Linked DNA regions of Mus musculus: region 1 is linked to region 2. The links are chromatin contacts, called in public capture Hi-C maps. All regions are on one chromosome and are shown on one strand. The core of a region is the stretch at or near the end of the contact, and the rest is flanking DNA. Distances in the headings are between cores, read along the strand shown. Region 1 overlaps Gli3 (GLI-Kruppel family member GLI3). Region 2 overlaps Gli3 (GLI-Kruppel family member GLI3).

Region 1 (7,511 bases), core at 3,533-6,032, 230 kb after region 2:
CAAACAGCAACACTGCCTGTAGCCTGCCAGGTCTGCCTGGCGAGTTCTTTCTTGCTGTCTGTGGGTGTCACCACTATCCTCAAAGGCACCAAGATCTGACTTTCAGTGAGTGCTTCTCTATCTTGTGTCTGCCATAGTCTCCCCTTTTCTCCACTCTCAGCCTGACCTCACACCTGGTGGGGCTTCATTCAGCTTTCAGGTTCTGCTTTCAATGTAGTTTCATTTGTACCGACCCCTGATTCCTGATGTACCACACTGATCTTGGGCCCCTGTTACATGCTTTTATGAAACCCATTATTTCCCTTCATAATGCTTATCACAACTGTAATTATGCAGCAATTTAAGTTATTATCCGTTTTTCTCCAGGAGTCTGTAATTTCCTTAGGGCAGAAATTATGTCTGCCTCACTCCCTGTTGTTGCTGGGCCTAGTGCAAAAGGCTTACCACACACCATCCTGAAGGCATGAAGAGGAGAGAACTGTTGCCATCTTTGTATCCCTTTGCTCCCCCAGGGAAAGAGTGGGCCATGCCTAGATATCTTTAAAAGCTTTTGTGAATTCTTGAGAGTAATTTTATAGTAACGAAATGCTGTACATTAAATACCAGGTAAAGCAAAGTTGTATTAAGATAAACAAGTGTTCAGGGTGTCTTTTGCTGGCACTATTCCCATAGCATGGTAGATCAGATGGACCCAACAGATACTATGTAACTGCTAGGCATTGGGATACAGTCCGTGGATGAGTATGTGAAACTTTGGGGACTGTACAGCACAAATAGAATTGCGATTTCCAATTATAATCTCTGCTTCTTCCTTTCTCTGTATTTCATCCTCCTCCCTCCATTTTTCCTCCTTCCTCCCTTGTCCCCCATCTTCTTTCCAAGTGTTTTAGGACAAGGACCAATTTGTTAATTTCCAATCATAGAAAAACTGAAAGAATAGCAACTTTATGGGATGGTCCAATGTACTCATCTATTTTTCTGTCAGAGAGAGTTGTATCTGCAGACTCTCTTTGGGACCATCCAGGGCAGTGCGCAAGCATGGTGGTTGACTAAGACTACACATTGCAGCACTAAGTTCCCTGTGGTGCACATCTGTTCTCTTTGTGGATTATGTGCACTATTGTGATATCTAAGATACTGCTTCCTATGACAGCTGACTTAGGATAGGAAGTTCAGGAGGAGACCAGTTCTGCTGTCACTGTGTTCTGCTGCCTGTAGTCCCACATGATAAGATTGTCTCTGTGTGTGCTGTTACATGCTGCTACTTTGCAGTTCATCAGACATTCTGATTGCCGTTCAAAGAGCGGAGAGTAATGACTTTTTTTTTTCTCTGCCTTTATCCAGCTTTTACTTCTAGAAACAATAAAGAAAACTATTTTTTCATGCAAAATGTTTATCCTCAGGCAATCAGCCACCTAGATGAATAATCAAGAAAGCCTGTTCTGGTAGCAGAAAATTCCCACTAGGTCTCTAAGCTAGAGTGTTCACAGGCACATATCAAATGCTGTGTCATTACTGCAACAGAACTCAAGAAAACTTTAATTACCGGATGACTTTTAAAAGATACATATCTGTATATTTGAAAAAGTATAGCTGGTAGCCTTAAAATAAGCCAAATAAAGCATAACTTGGCCAGAGAATTAAAAACAAAAAAAACAGGACAAAATTTTCCCTTGTAGTCTAGAATTGGACATTTAAGTAGTGTACTAATCTTACTGGAGATGGACTCAGTTGGATTTGGTATTTGAGAAAGGGGCTCAGTGTGAAGTCTGGTCTAGTTTTCAGTTGGCAGTGTTCCTTACTCAGGCTCTCAATACTGCACTGCAGACTCGTACCACTGGCAATAAAGACACGTCCGTCCACTGTAGTTTTATCTGGGGAGCTCCCTTGCTCTTCCTCAGGTATTACTGTAGGTTTTTCATGCATCCTCTTGGAAGGCACTTCACGTGTCCTTCCAAAGATGTAGATGTAACTAACCCCAAAGCCTTGAATTGGTGAGGAATTTGGAGAAATTTACCTCCATTTTATTTATTCATTCATTATTTATTTATTTATTTTTAAAATTGCCTGGGTGTGAAGAGATGGCTTAATGCAGTGTTTCACAACCTGTAGGTGATGATGACCTCTTTCAGGCTGAGTGACCCTTTCACAGGTGTTGTCTGAGTCTAAAGGAAAACACAGATCTTTACATTGTCATTCATAACAGTATCAATATTACACTTAAGTAACAACAAAAATAATTGTATGGTTGGAGTCACTACAACACGAGGAACTGTATTAAAGGGTCGCAGCATCAGTAAGATGAAGAAGCTCTGGGTTAGTGGTTAAGAGACTTGTTGCAAAGCAGAGGACCCAGATTCTTTGGTTCCCAGCAACCATGGCAGCTCACAACAGTCCATAACAGGTACTAGGGGCCTGATTTTCCATTCTGACCTTCACAGACACCAGGCACCATGTGCAAGCAAAGCAGTAATACACTTAAAATAATCAGAGAAAAAAATTTTACCTACTAATAGAATTCGAAATCTTGATGGAAATGATGGCAGATTCTCTTTCTTAACACATAGTTCTCTGGGGTTATTATTCAAGAAGATGTTGTCCCAAATCTAAACCAAAGTTGCATTTTCTTGAGTTTTGTTATAAAGTCATGGGTACATGTGTGTTCTGTCCAACCCTCCCCCACCCCCATATCCCATGTACTCCCAGTGTTCTTCAGATTTCAGGGTCAAGTATTCCTTTCTGGATGCCAAGCCTGCTCCCAATCATGGTTCCCGTGCTGGCTTCAGGCAGTTACCAACAGTAAATGTACTTAGAAATGTATATACTCGAATGTTTAAAAATCTGTGATGTAGTGAAGTTATTTGTATAATCTTCAAAGCTCAAATTTGAGCATTTTCACTTCCTTTTGTTTCTCTGAGATATGGCTAACACATTTTAATTTTATTTCTCTTTTCCTCAACCCCAGCATATCAATAATGACCACATTCATGGAGAAAAGAAGGAGTTCGTGTGCCGCTGGCTTGATTGTTCACGAGAGCAGAAACCGTTCAAAGCCCAGTACATGTTGGTAGTGCATATGAGAAGACACACTGGGGAGAAGCCTCACAAATGTACAGTAAGTGCATACCTGACAGCCTCAGTGTCCCCTCACACGGGCGAGTGTGACACTTTGCTCTCTAGGCCTTTCCTGTTCTCAAGGGGTTTGCATGCTCTTGACCCCAGGATCTGAAAGGGTAGTGAGAAGAGAGACAGAGCATTGTTTGTAGAGTACCTTAGTGCTGAGCTTTAAACAGGCCATCTCTGCAGAGTGACAGGCAGGCATAGGTGACTGGCTCCACGAGCCCATGCCTTCTGTGTCTGCCATATTCCCACAGGTCAGCACACTGCAGGACAAACCACAGAGTTGATTTATTTTTCAGTTTAATTTTTTTATTTGTGCATGTAGTGGTCAGAGGATAATTTTATGGAGTTGATTCTCTATTGCCCCTTTAGGTGTGTTACAGGTATCAAACTCTAGTGGTCAAGTTTACACAGCTTGTACACTGACCCATCTTACAGGCCCTAAGTTGAGCATTCTTTATGAAAAACAAAATTCAACACACTGGGCTTCAGATGTAGTTCATATCAGAGCATTTAGCTACCATGCACAAGGCTCTGGGTGCTGACATAATGTACCAGTTAGAAAGCCTTGTTCATAACCTTTACAACCACTGTGCTCACAACACACGTGCATTAAAACTGCTGTATAACATTACTATTAGTGTGCACATGGTATGAAGCATAAATGGACTTGTGTCTTCATTATGTCTCAAATATTACTTGTGTAAATTCTGAAATCTAAAAAGAGCCCAAGCCTTTTGGCAAGGCATATTCATCTGCCTGTTGTTCTGTCTCCTCGATCCTTGCTCAGTCGCTACAGTGCGTAGAAGCCCCTGGAGTAGGCTGGGGCTGCAGTGAGACTAAGTTCTCTCTAGAGTTGCTCTGAGTGCTGCACAGCCCCCGGTACTTTACATCTTAAAGGGCCTTTATAAACATGATCAAATTCCATGCCTTTGTATGGACACAAAGCCATATTAATGAACTTTGTGCTGAATCTGAAATCAGTGGGAATTGGAGGAGATCAATGAACAGATAATGAAATTCATTGTCCACATTGAGCTGTCTATTAAAAAAAAAAAAATAGGAGGGGAAAAAAGCCTTCGGGAGTTTTACAGGCACTGACAACGCTTTGTCTTCAGCTGCCCCAAGCCACATCTGAATCCCAATAAATGCAGAGTTTAGTGGGGTTTTTGTTCCATGGTTTTGAAAAGCTGCTGACCCTTAAAAGGTCAAGTTTTTATCCACTTGGAGAGGGGGCTGAACACAAGCTGCAGCTGCTATTGTGTAGAGTGGTCCAGATTTACCTGTTGTCCTCAGTTTGAAGGTTGCACAAAAGCCTACTCAAGACTCGAAAACCTGAAAACCCACTTGAGATCTCACACTGGAGAGAAGCCATACGTCTGTGAGCATGAGGGCTGCAACAAGGCTTTCTCTAATGCTTCAGATCGGGCCAAGCACCAAAACAGAACACATTCCAATGAGGTAAGCTTCCATGTGGCATATATCTGGTACAGTAGATGTGTTCTGTTTTATTTTCTCTGGGTTGTTCAACTGTGAGTGGGCTCTGAGGCCCTGCACGTCTGCAGATGAAGGTTTGAGGCCTCAAGGATGAACCCTGTTTAGAGAGTAATGCAGACGAAGAAGAAATTCTATAAAAACCCTTGCTGAACTTAGTTTCCTGTTGCTCGGACCTGCCATCTACTGGCTAGACAGTAGTAGCATTTAATTTAGTGTTCAGGCTGCCTGCTCTAATAGCATGGTCCCACACAAAGTAAGACCTGGTACTGTTTCAAGACATTCAGAATCATCACAGTGGCAGGTGACAGACAGCTCACTCCTAAAAGCATCCAATTGTATTTGTTTTCGAGGAGAGAGCAGTTTCATCACATGCATGATATCTAAAATTATTTTCATCAAGCAAACAGCTTAAAAACAGTTTATAGAGATCTAAATTCCAGAGGACCTTGGAAGATATTCTTAGAAGCCCAGTTAATATTTAAGTCTGTTATCATAGTGGTTTGTGTTGTATTGCCATTATTTTTAAGACATTTGTCCCCAGACTACTGATAAGTATAAAAATGGTTACAGATTTGCATTAGCTAGGCTTTGATGCATATCTGACTAAAAGCGTAGAACTTCTTCTTGGGAGCTGTAGATGAATATTGGCTCCTCTGTAAACTCCCTTGAATATACCAAGCCTAATAAAGCTCCCTCATTTTGGATAGAAATGAGATTGTAGTTCAGGCCGGCCACATGTGTCCTTGCTTGATTTGAAACATTGTTGCAAATGGAGAAATTTGCATGTGTGCAACTTCAGAGTGGCCATTATGACATCATCAGTTGTAGGCTACTCTTACAGCCTTGCAATATCTAAACCAAGTGAGGCACTTTGCTCAGGAGCCATTTGGCTTTAAGCAGAGGTAGGGGGAATAGTGTGGTGATAGAATAAAACAGATTAAAATGACCTTTAATGAGATCATCTACACTGTCTAAAATACTTGAAACTCAACAGTTGCAGGTCCACAGACCCAGGTCCACAGACCCCAGCTCTTTCGAAAGGTCATGGTATGATAAGAAAGGACAGGTCATTTTGAATCTCCTGTTAATGACCTAGGAAGACAAATTTCATTTTTTATTATAATGTTAAAAGCTTTTTCTGTATATAATAGCCACCGGAACATTTTAGGGAGTCTAGAATGGGCAAATCCATGGAGACAAAATAGATTGGTATTTGTTAACACTTAAGGCCAAGGAAATAGCAGGCTGCTGATTTTGGAGTGCTAGAATATTCTAGTTTATTACACAACATGAAGAATGTCCTCAGTTCGTTTTTTTTTTTTTTTTTTTTCAACCTCAGTTTCAATTCATAGAGTTGAAAACCTCTGCTTGGAATTTCAATTAACATAGTAATTAAATTTAGCTATCTTTCATATACTTAAGTAAAAGAAGGCATTCATTCCTTTTGTAAAGTTTAGGCCAACCTCTCCTGCTGTAGAGAAATTTGGTCAGTGAATATATTGAGACAGGGATGCACAAATACATAGATTTTCATTTTTTATGAATTTAAAACATGTACAGACATCTGCTTATTTTAGGTATGGTCTAGTTATTTATTTTTTCTTTGATGAGATTAAGAAATACAGGATTATATGAGAATTGAACATCTCAGGAAACTAGAAGATGACTTGGGCAATAATGTTATTACCAGGAATGAGGAACTTATTTAAATGGGTTACCTTGATAATAGCACTTAATTAAGATTCACTCACATTCAAGTCATTTTTCTCTATAACATGTATGAGACTCTTAGGTTTTGAGTATAGAAGCTGGCACAGTTTCACATATACAGAAGATAGGCCTGTCCTGGAAATCCAGGTTCTTGTAGGCAAGTTAGCCCATCTTAAATAAATCCTGATACGCACTTGCGTTTATTTATTGTCTTATTTATGACTGTGAAGACTTTTTGCTATGTTAGGTAGAGCTAAGAATTCAGCAGGGTAGATCCAGACAGCAGGTCTCTTACATAACAGAAAAGCTGTCGTGGCATTTCTCTGTCTATGACTTTGTTCATGATCTTTCAGGGCCCTTGGGCTGTATAGCAGTGACCTCTGAAAGGACTCCCCATTCTAGATCATACAGTTTGTATTCCTCCTGGAGCCACATTTATGCCCATGCTCCGGACCACTCATGAGCAGGATCTTTTCTAGGGACCCTTCATTTTTGGCATCATCTTGTTAATTGCTTTTATTCCACAGAATCTCATTCTTTGTTTTCGCTACCTAGCTGAAGTGCTTCCTCATAAGAAATGCTCCATTGAGCAAGTGTTTACTATATGGGTCATGTGTGGTTATAAGCATCTTATGTACACGTGAGATGGAAGTTAAGCGCAGATTTTATTAACTGACACACCTCCCAGGATTATCCCAACCAAAAAAGGAGTCCTCAGTTGTCTACATCTTTGGGATTCATACTTTATACTATAAATGATTACATGGTCTCATTTTTCCTACCAGAAAAGAAGATTCTGCATACAAAATATAAGGGATTACATAAATGATCTTTTTATTGAGGTTACACATCTTTGTGTGCAGGAGTCTTGCATATAGTAGTACTCATTTGATGTTCAGTGAAAAATAAAATTTATCTGGGAATAGTAGCTCAATGCTGTAATCCCAGCACCTGGGTGGCTGATGTGAGAGAATTCACAGCTAGTGTAGGCTGTGGAAAAAGAACTTATTCCTCTGTCTGATAAATTGTATAGTCAGGAGAAAATGCATCAGTTGCTTTCCAAAGGTACCTGAGTATGCAAGTCACAATGGCAACCATCATGCCTGAGGATGAATGTCCAGGACATGAGAAGTTGGCCCCTTAGTGTGTCTGCTATCATCCTGGCATTGTATTGCTATCACAGG
Region 2 (7,149 bases), core at 1,287-3,786:
AGCTCAAGGGGGCAGGAGGCCACTTGTGGGAGACGTCCCTCTGGGAGGTGGCTAGTGACCTCCTACCTCCCAGTAGTCTGACCCTGCACCCAGGCAGGGGTGGTTCCATTTCCTAGAAGCTCGCAGGAGGCAGGCTGGTGCTACACAACCACAGTATGTACCCAGATGCACTTCCAACACACCTGCTTCTGCTTACCCGTCTTCCCTCTATTCTTATGTGGTAAAAATAACTCCTCGTGGTGATCATTTCTGTGACTTTGGACAGATGCAGGTAGTTTAACCATGACCATGGTCAAGGCAGAGTAGTGTCCCCTCTTTTAAATTTGAACACATATTTGGACTTTAAAGTTAGCTTCCTAGTTAATGCATTGGTGGAGTCACTGGCAGTGCTAGGAAGGGTAGAAACTGTTCTTGGAGATTATCTTTTACATTTTTTTATAGAGCCTGTCTTCTAGGCCTGTGTGTAAAGTTTATTCTTCCTATTTTTTTTTTTTTTTTTTACATTTAGTTCTTACAGACCTAAGAAGTTATTGAAAACTGTTACAAAACACACTACCTAGGTTCTGTGAGCTTGATTCTTTTTTTTTTTTTTTTTTGAGAATACAGACAAGGTGTATTTTGGACTAATTTAAAATTGCATTTTATGTTGAAAACTACTGGTAGCCATATTGATAAGGACTTTTTGTAGTTGTTTTTGATACTGTGAGTTATTTGCACGAGAAAATTAGAATCTTAATATTTAGCACAGCTACAACCCAGAGGAATAAAATAGAGAAGTCTTTGCTAAGTCAGAAGACTAATCTGTCCCCCCTCCTTCTTCCTGCCCCCACCACTCCTTTATTTCTGGAAGCTTCTTCTTTTTTTCCTTTGCTTTTATAGATAGGACTTCATCTCAGGTAGGTAGATTTTGATATAAAGTTATCCCTTAGCCTGCAATTTTTTCCCTCTCCTGCATCCCCCCTGTCTTTGGCTTTTTCCTCTTCTTGGTTTCTCTCTTCTTTCTTCTTTTTCCCCTTCAGCTGTAGAAAGTTGAGTTCCATCCTAATTATGAAATCTTCGGAGACCATTCCCACATGGTTCTGTAAATGGTAGCTCCATCCCTGTTCTTTTCATCTCTCTCAGCTCTCCAGCTTGACAGCTGAAAAGGTCTGACTGTGCCACACAATGGTTTGATTGGTTTCTCTGGGGGAGACTTTCCCCTGCCTCATCATCCGCCAGGCAGGTGGACCAGAAAGTCTCTTGATTCTTTTGTTGCCTCTCAAAGTCCGAGGTCTTTGACTGAATAAATCCGCCGTCATGGGATAATTTGCTAAAAGGAGACTGTGAGATGCCAGAGAAAAGCCTCCTGACTTGGGTGCTGCATTAATGAAATAACGGAGCCTTGGAGTTTGCAATTGAAAAATCACTAGGAATGCAATGGGTGGAGATGGGCCTCTTTTATTTCCCATAATAAACTTTGAATTCTACCAATGAAAGCATGCCTATTGTTTCGCAGGCCTGCGGGCCTAAGTGTGTGTGCATTTGTACCCATGTTTAAGAGGGCAGCCCTGCCCGACTTTGTCGGGGTGCTGTGTCTACTTAGTCACTAGATTATTACTAGTGGATAGAAAGAATTCCATGTGACAGAGCTAAGGCTGAGTTAACACAGGACGAAAAGTAATTTACAGATAGGCTGTCCCCAGCCATCTTTGTAGCTCCTGATAAGGTTTCATTTCAGAATGGATAGGCGACATTTCCACTTACGGGCCCATTCTGCGACATCTGTGATAACAGCTTCTGGATCCTAATTGAAATTGGTTTCAAAATGGATTTTCACTTTTCTCTGTCGTTGGAAAATATTGAATGGACTCAGAGCTGCCACAGAGAACCCTAGACCTTGGAAAATGGAGCAGGAAGCTAGGCTCATCTTTCATAACAGTGGTGATGATATGACAGTTTTGTTATCGGTCTTATTAATGAAATCATTGATCACTGATGAGGGAGTTAATAAACTACATCCCACTAGCATCTCTGAAGCTCAATTAGACTGCATTACAAACAAGGGTGGGAGAGGAACAAACATCAGTGGGCTCCACGGACGAAGGAGCAGTTAGTTTTCATCTCCTCAGTAAGCATTTTGGATGAGGGCATTCAGATAGCAGCTCAAGTAGAGAGCGTTGTATAAACCAACACTGTATCTAAGACTTTTCTTTTTGACTCATAGAGAATTATTAAACAATTCATTAAGTAAAAAAATTGAGATAGAACAAAATTGATTTGAAAAAATAGTACTGTTTTCCTGAAATAAAATATTTAAGTAGACATGGAAGTTCTTATTATATAACGAGTGCTTTGAGATGGGAAAAATGGCAAAACACGTTTCCCCAGGACACCTCCTCCACAGAAGAGCTTGAGGGATGGTCCTCCGTAGGTTAAGACGATGAAGCTCAAGGGTTCATAACCTAGGCTCTTTGAAAGAAAAGTGGCTTATCACCTCTTCCTCTCTGAAAACGTTCTGAGAGTCCTAGTCAGAGGGAATTAGGCTTGGCTTTAATGAGCGCGCTCTATTGTTTGGGGTTGGGCAGCCCTGGAATGTCCTCTCCCCCTGTCCCGAAGGAGGGGAGGGGATGCTGGTGATTTCTTAGGTTTCACAGTGGGTTTCACTCCTAGGTGTTTCTCCTTTCTCTGTGCCAGCAAGGATCAATGCAGCCCATCCCAGCTTGAAAGAGGATCTGTGATCAAAGGCATCAATGATGTCACTGATCTCCAGTGATTGATTAGGACCAGAAGTTCCAGAGACTTCGGCATTTTCTGAGAATTTCAAATTCACTTGTGTCTACAACTAGGCTTACTTGGGATTATTAGCATTTAACCAGCAAAATTGTTAAAGTGGACCACGCTGCTACACCTGTGGCCCTGCCAGTGTGCTTAAGCCTATGGAAACGATGACCACATTTTATAAGCATCATTTTTTAAATTATACCGTTAATAAATAGTATGTCTGTGAATTGGTGCAAGGAACTTGGAATTCTGTGTGCAATTGGAAGCCATTTGGGAATGAAGACCTTGTCTCTAAACCAGTTTAGTTGTATATAGATAGGTGCACGTTAAGATTTAAATGTTTTATTGATTTTGAAATTTAAGTATTTCATATGCAGAATTTAAAGTCCTCTGAGTTATTTTTGTGGGAACTGCCTAACATTTCCCCTTTGCCTTTTGAGAGGTTAGCTTCTTTCTTTGTGTGACTATATCTTTACAAGTAAAACTAGACGCATTTGATGCTGAGAGGAGCCCTGTACAGTGTGGGAGGGAGCATGGGGTGAGAGAGAGGTCTCAGTGGAACTGCTCACAACTGCACTGTAGTCACTGGCTTAGCTCTACCTACAGCAGAGACTGAAAGGGTAGGGGAAGGGGCTATTTTGGAAAGCACTGAGCCCTAAGAAAGAAGAGGGAAATGAGAATGGAGAATGTTCACTATTATTTCTGCTGCCTTCCATGGTTGGTTGTAGGTTGTCAAGGATTTTTGGTACATGCTTGCTTATAACAAAGTTTTTTTTTTTGTTTGTTTGGTTTTTTTGTTTTGTTTTGTTTTGTTTTGTTTTAAATCAGAAAACTTTTAGTTCTGAACCGGGTTGAAAAGTGTGTTTTGTGTGTGAGGAGAACAGAGAGTGAAAATGAGCATGGGAGAGAAAATGATGTGCCCCTTAGATCTGAACCTGCTATGCTTCCGTGAGCCTCCTTTTGGTGGCATAGCTTTTACTCAACCAGCGGTGATAAAATCCTGGGTTTAGATCTTTGCCTATACATCAAAAGAACATTTTAGGAATAGAACAGTGGCATAAAGTAGTGGGACTTTCAACAATGTAAAATACTTCCTGGTAAAATAGGTCTGTACTCTTCAGTTAAAGATGTCTTCCAAGCATCCAGGAACCAGAAGATAGATCGTGGCCCATTTCATATTAAGTTTAAAGCCAAATCTCACTAAAAATCAAAAACAAAAACCAAATAATCCCAAACTAATATGCCTAGGATTGTTTTCAAATCCTGGCACATTTTAGAACAGTAGAAAATTGGTTTCCTGGGGCTGCAGCAATGGCTCAGCATTAAGAGCACTCACTGCTCTTGTAGAGGACTCGTTAGGTTCCTGAGGTACACATGTGGTGGCTCACAGATATCTGTAATTCCATTCCAGGAGACCTGGTACCCTATTCTGACTTTCATGGGCATGCATGTGGTATACATGCATACATGCAGGCAAAACACTCATACACAGAAAGCAAAATAAATGAATAAATAAATAAATAAATAAATAAATTCTTTCCTATAAACTTTGACAGCAGTTCCTGTATAGGCTAATGGTGTTTTATAAATAGAGTTTACTTAGCAAAAACCATATGCATGCCCAGTGAAATAATCTTATATTTATTTATGTTTTGATTTATAGAAAACATATGTCCTTGACAAAGCCTTGGGCTTTTTTCCACAATTAAAAGGAATCAAGCTTAAAAAAAAATAGCTACCATCTTAATAGGAAACTTTTTCACATAAATTTAAAGCATTTTCTTTGATGTATTTTACACAAAGTCAGAATGTCCATTAGTTTGACCCATAAAGTAGATGGGAGGAATTCAAAGTGAAAAAGATGTGTATAAATTTATATAAATGTATCTGCCTGTCTATCCATCCATGATCACTCTTTCTCTTGTCTGTCTCCATTCATATACACATCAACATAGTTACTGGTTGAATATTGGACAAATGCAGTGTTAAAGAGGCTGTGCACTCTGGGTCAGGAGATGTGCAGTGGTATAGCAGAGAAATTACTAAGAGCATCTATTGCTTGTTCTCATTGGGACTCCTTGGTTTAGCAGGAAATGGTACTTCTGTGCTTTTTAAGATTTATTTTTATTGTTTTAAAATTATATGTATGTTTGTGCCTCTTATATAGGTATGTGTATGTGTGTGCCTGTGTATAGGTATATGTATGTGTGTGCCTGTGTGTAGGTATATGTATGTGTGTGCTGGTGTGCAGGTATGCGTAAGTGTGTGCCTGTGGGTATGTCTGTATGTATATATGTGTCCCTGTGTCTAGGTGTGTGTATGTGTGTGTCTGTGTGTAGGTATGTGTATGTCTTTGTGTAGCTATCTATGTATATGTGGATGCAGTGGTCATGGAGACCAGAAAGGGTACCAGATTCCCTGGAGCTGGAGATACAGCTTAGCCACTTGACAGGGGTACTGAGAAGTGAATTTGAGTCCTTTAGAAGAACAATGCAAATGCTTAACCTCTGAGCATTTCTCCAGCTCATTTTCCTTCTTCTTATTTTTTTAATGATTGGACTGGGGGCAGGGATAAAATAATTATTAAATATGGAAACATCAGAAAGGAATGCTTGGGTATATTAGTGATACAAGTACCAATTATACATACAATTATATGTTAGTATGGTTTTGTATTTTATATTAACTTGGAGGATTTTCATTTTAGATGTGAGAGATTATATGTTCTTATAGAGCCAAAAAGAATGGTTAACCTTTTACAGAAATTCTGTTTCATGCACTCTCAGGCTTCTGTGTCTTGGAAAGCTCTACTCCTTTAGTCATGAACAAATACTACTGATGTGGTAAGTATGTCTGAGAAGTGAGCCATTTTACAGCACAAGGATTACATGAACCATCCTGGAAGTTTACAGACAGGCCTCAAATATTGGGGATCCTTTGGAACCCCACCCCCCGTTCCTTTAACCTCCTGGGACCTTGAGGAGTTTTATGACATATTATTTACTGAAGGCACTGGGTATTGCTAGATTTTCTCCAGGAGAATACTGAGTGATCAGAAATGCTCTTTGAACACCCGTGGGAAGGCAGCCTCCAGATTTTAGGGACATGAGGATGAATCTTACTTCTATGCAGCGTTACAGTAGTGTAACCCCGCTAACTCTGTAGGGGATGCATTATTAAAAATTTAAGAGATTCATACTTGGACATCACTTATCTCTAAAAATGAAGGACCTGGTCACATAGATGAAAAGAACTCTTTGCCTCCAACCTTCTGTTTCAGTGACATTCACTTTAATTCTAAAGGAATTTAGAAGACTATAGAATAGCAGGAATGATGTCAGCTATGTAAGAGCTGGTTGAGAAGAATAAATTAATAAAATTTCAGTTTAAAAAGGTATTTTAGAATTCTCTTTAACTTCAACAGTGTAAACTCCATGAGTAGGTCCATCTCAGGTTGAAAATCACTTAGGGTTTTATTTAGGACAAAGCAGACCATCACACTGTTAAATCAAACAATTTGGATGTTTTGAAAGATAACTTCCAGATGTCAGTTTTAGGAACCAGTGCAGAGAGATTTCCCCAGTTCTGCCTGCTGTGTAGATGATTACAGGAGTGTGGTTGCTTATGCCTGGGAGTTGTGTGTGTCTCTGTAGCCCTGTTTCCATCTCTTACTGACCTGGCATTTTGACCTGACCTTATCTTCCTGGTGTCTGCTTGTGGGCCTAGAAGGGTTGGTAACTGTGTACGACTGAGACTTTCAGCCCTGGTTTCTATTCTAGAGCCTGTGAATATCTTCATAGAGGATTTTGATTTGGCATCTGGTCTTTTGCAGTTACACTTCATTATATCTTTTCTTACAGCCTTTGCAGACTTTTGTGTTACTGATTTTTAGATTTTTTAAAAACCTTTTGCAATGAGAAAAGGAAACAAAACCAAAACTGCAGTAAAGTTTGATTACTAGACCCCTAAACTGTGGCCCTCTGAAGTAACGTTTGTTTCAGTTTAATCCCTTAGCAGGAATTCATAGGCAAAGACTGGATAACATTGTAGCTGAACAGTTAGGCACCAGTGGTTGTACAGCAGGGGAGAGACCCCACAGTCACTCCTCACAGGAACACCAGCAGCACTGGTCATCATGGGGGCAGCTGGCGTGGTAATTCATTTTAGAAAGCTTTTCTGTGAGAAATGGAACCTACAGAGATCTGAGAAGGACACTACGCCTCTCTTCATCCTGGCAGCCAGGCACCTGATCATTGTAGAATGATGTATTGTTCATATTGTTCCTTTAACACAAACTTGGTTTATTACATCCAATGAGTTCTGTTTGGGAAATTTAGAAAATTCTTAAAGAGAATCATGAACGTGGCCTGGATCCTCACCATTTGAACA

Evidence for each region. Capture Hi-C pulls out chosen DNA fragments and counts their contacts.
Region 1: a capture Hi-C map of embryonic trunk shows a contact between it and region 2, with 4 times the contacts expected there. The contact joins two enhancer-like sites. A contact is called at or near these places in 6 of 484 Hi-C or Micro-C datasets (the MC3T3-E1 cell line, embryonic fibroblasts, embryonic stem cells and 3 more), 3 of 115 datasets of contacts at active chromatin or transcription factors (embryonic basal ganglia, embryonic forebrain and embryonic midbrain) and 3 of 9 other capture datasets (embryonic stem cells, embryonic tail and embryonic trunk).

Annotation. Positions count from the first base shown.
Region 1 is chr13:15,710,534-15,718,044 of GRCm38.p6, forward strand. Gli3 (GLI-Kruppel family member GLI3) reads left to right here. Exons shown (of 15, transcript NM_008130.3): 11 at 2,966-3,115; 12 at 4,417-4,581. Among named protein-coding and RNA genes, the nearest start is that of 4933412O06Rik, 88 kb to the right of the region's middle. Within about 2 kb of position 4,783, at least 22 of the 459 cell types and tissues checked have an H3K27ac peak or open chromatin away from gene starts, as enhancers often do.
Region 2 is chr13:15,484,950-15,492,098 of GRCm38.p6, forward strand. All of the region lies in intron 2 of Gli3 (GLI-Kruppel family member GLI3), which reads left to right. Among named protein-coding and RNA genes, the nearest start is that of Gm6556, 24 kb to the left of the region's middle. Within about 2 kb of position 2,537, at least 18 of the 459 cell types and tissues checked have an H3K27ac peak or open chromatin away from gene starts, as enhancers often do.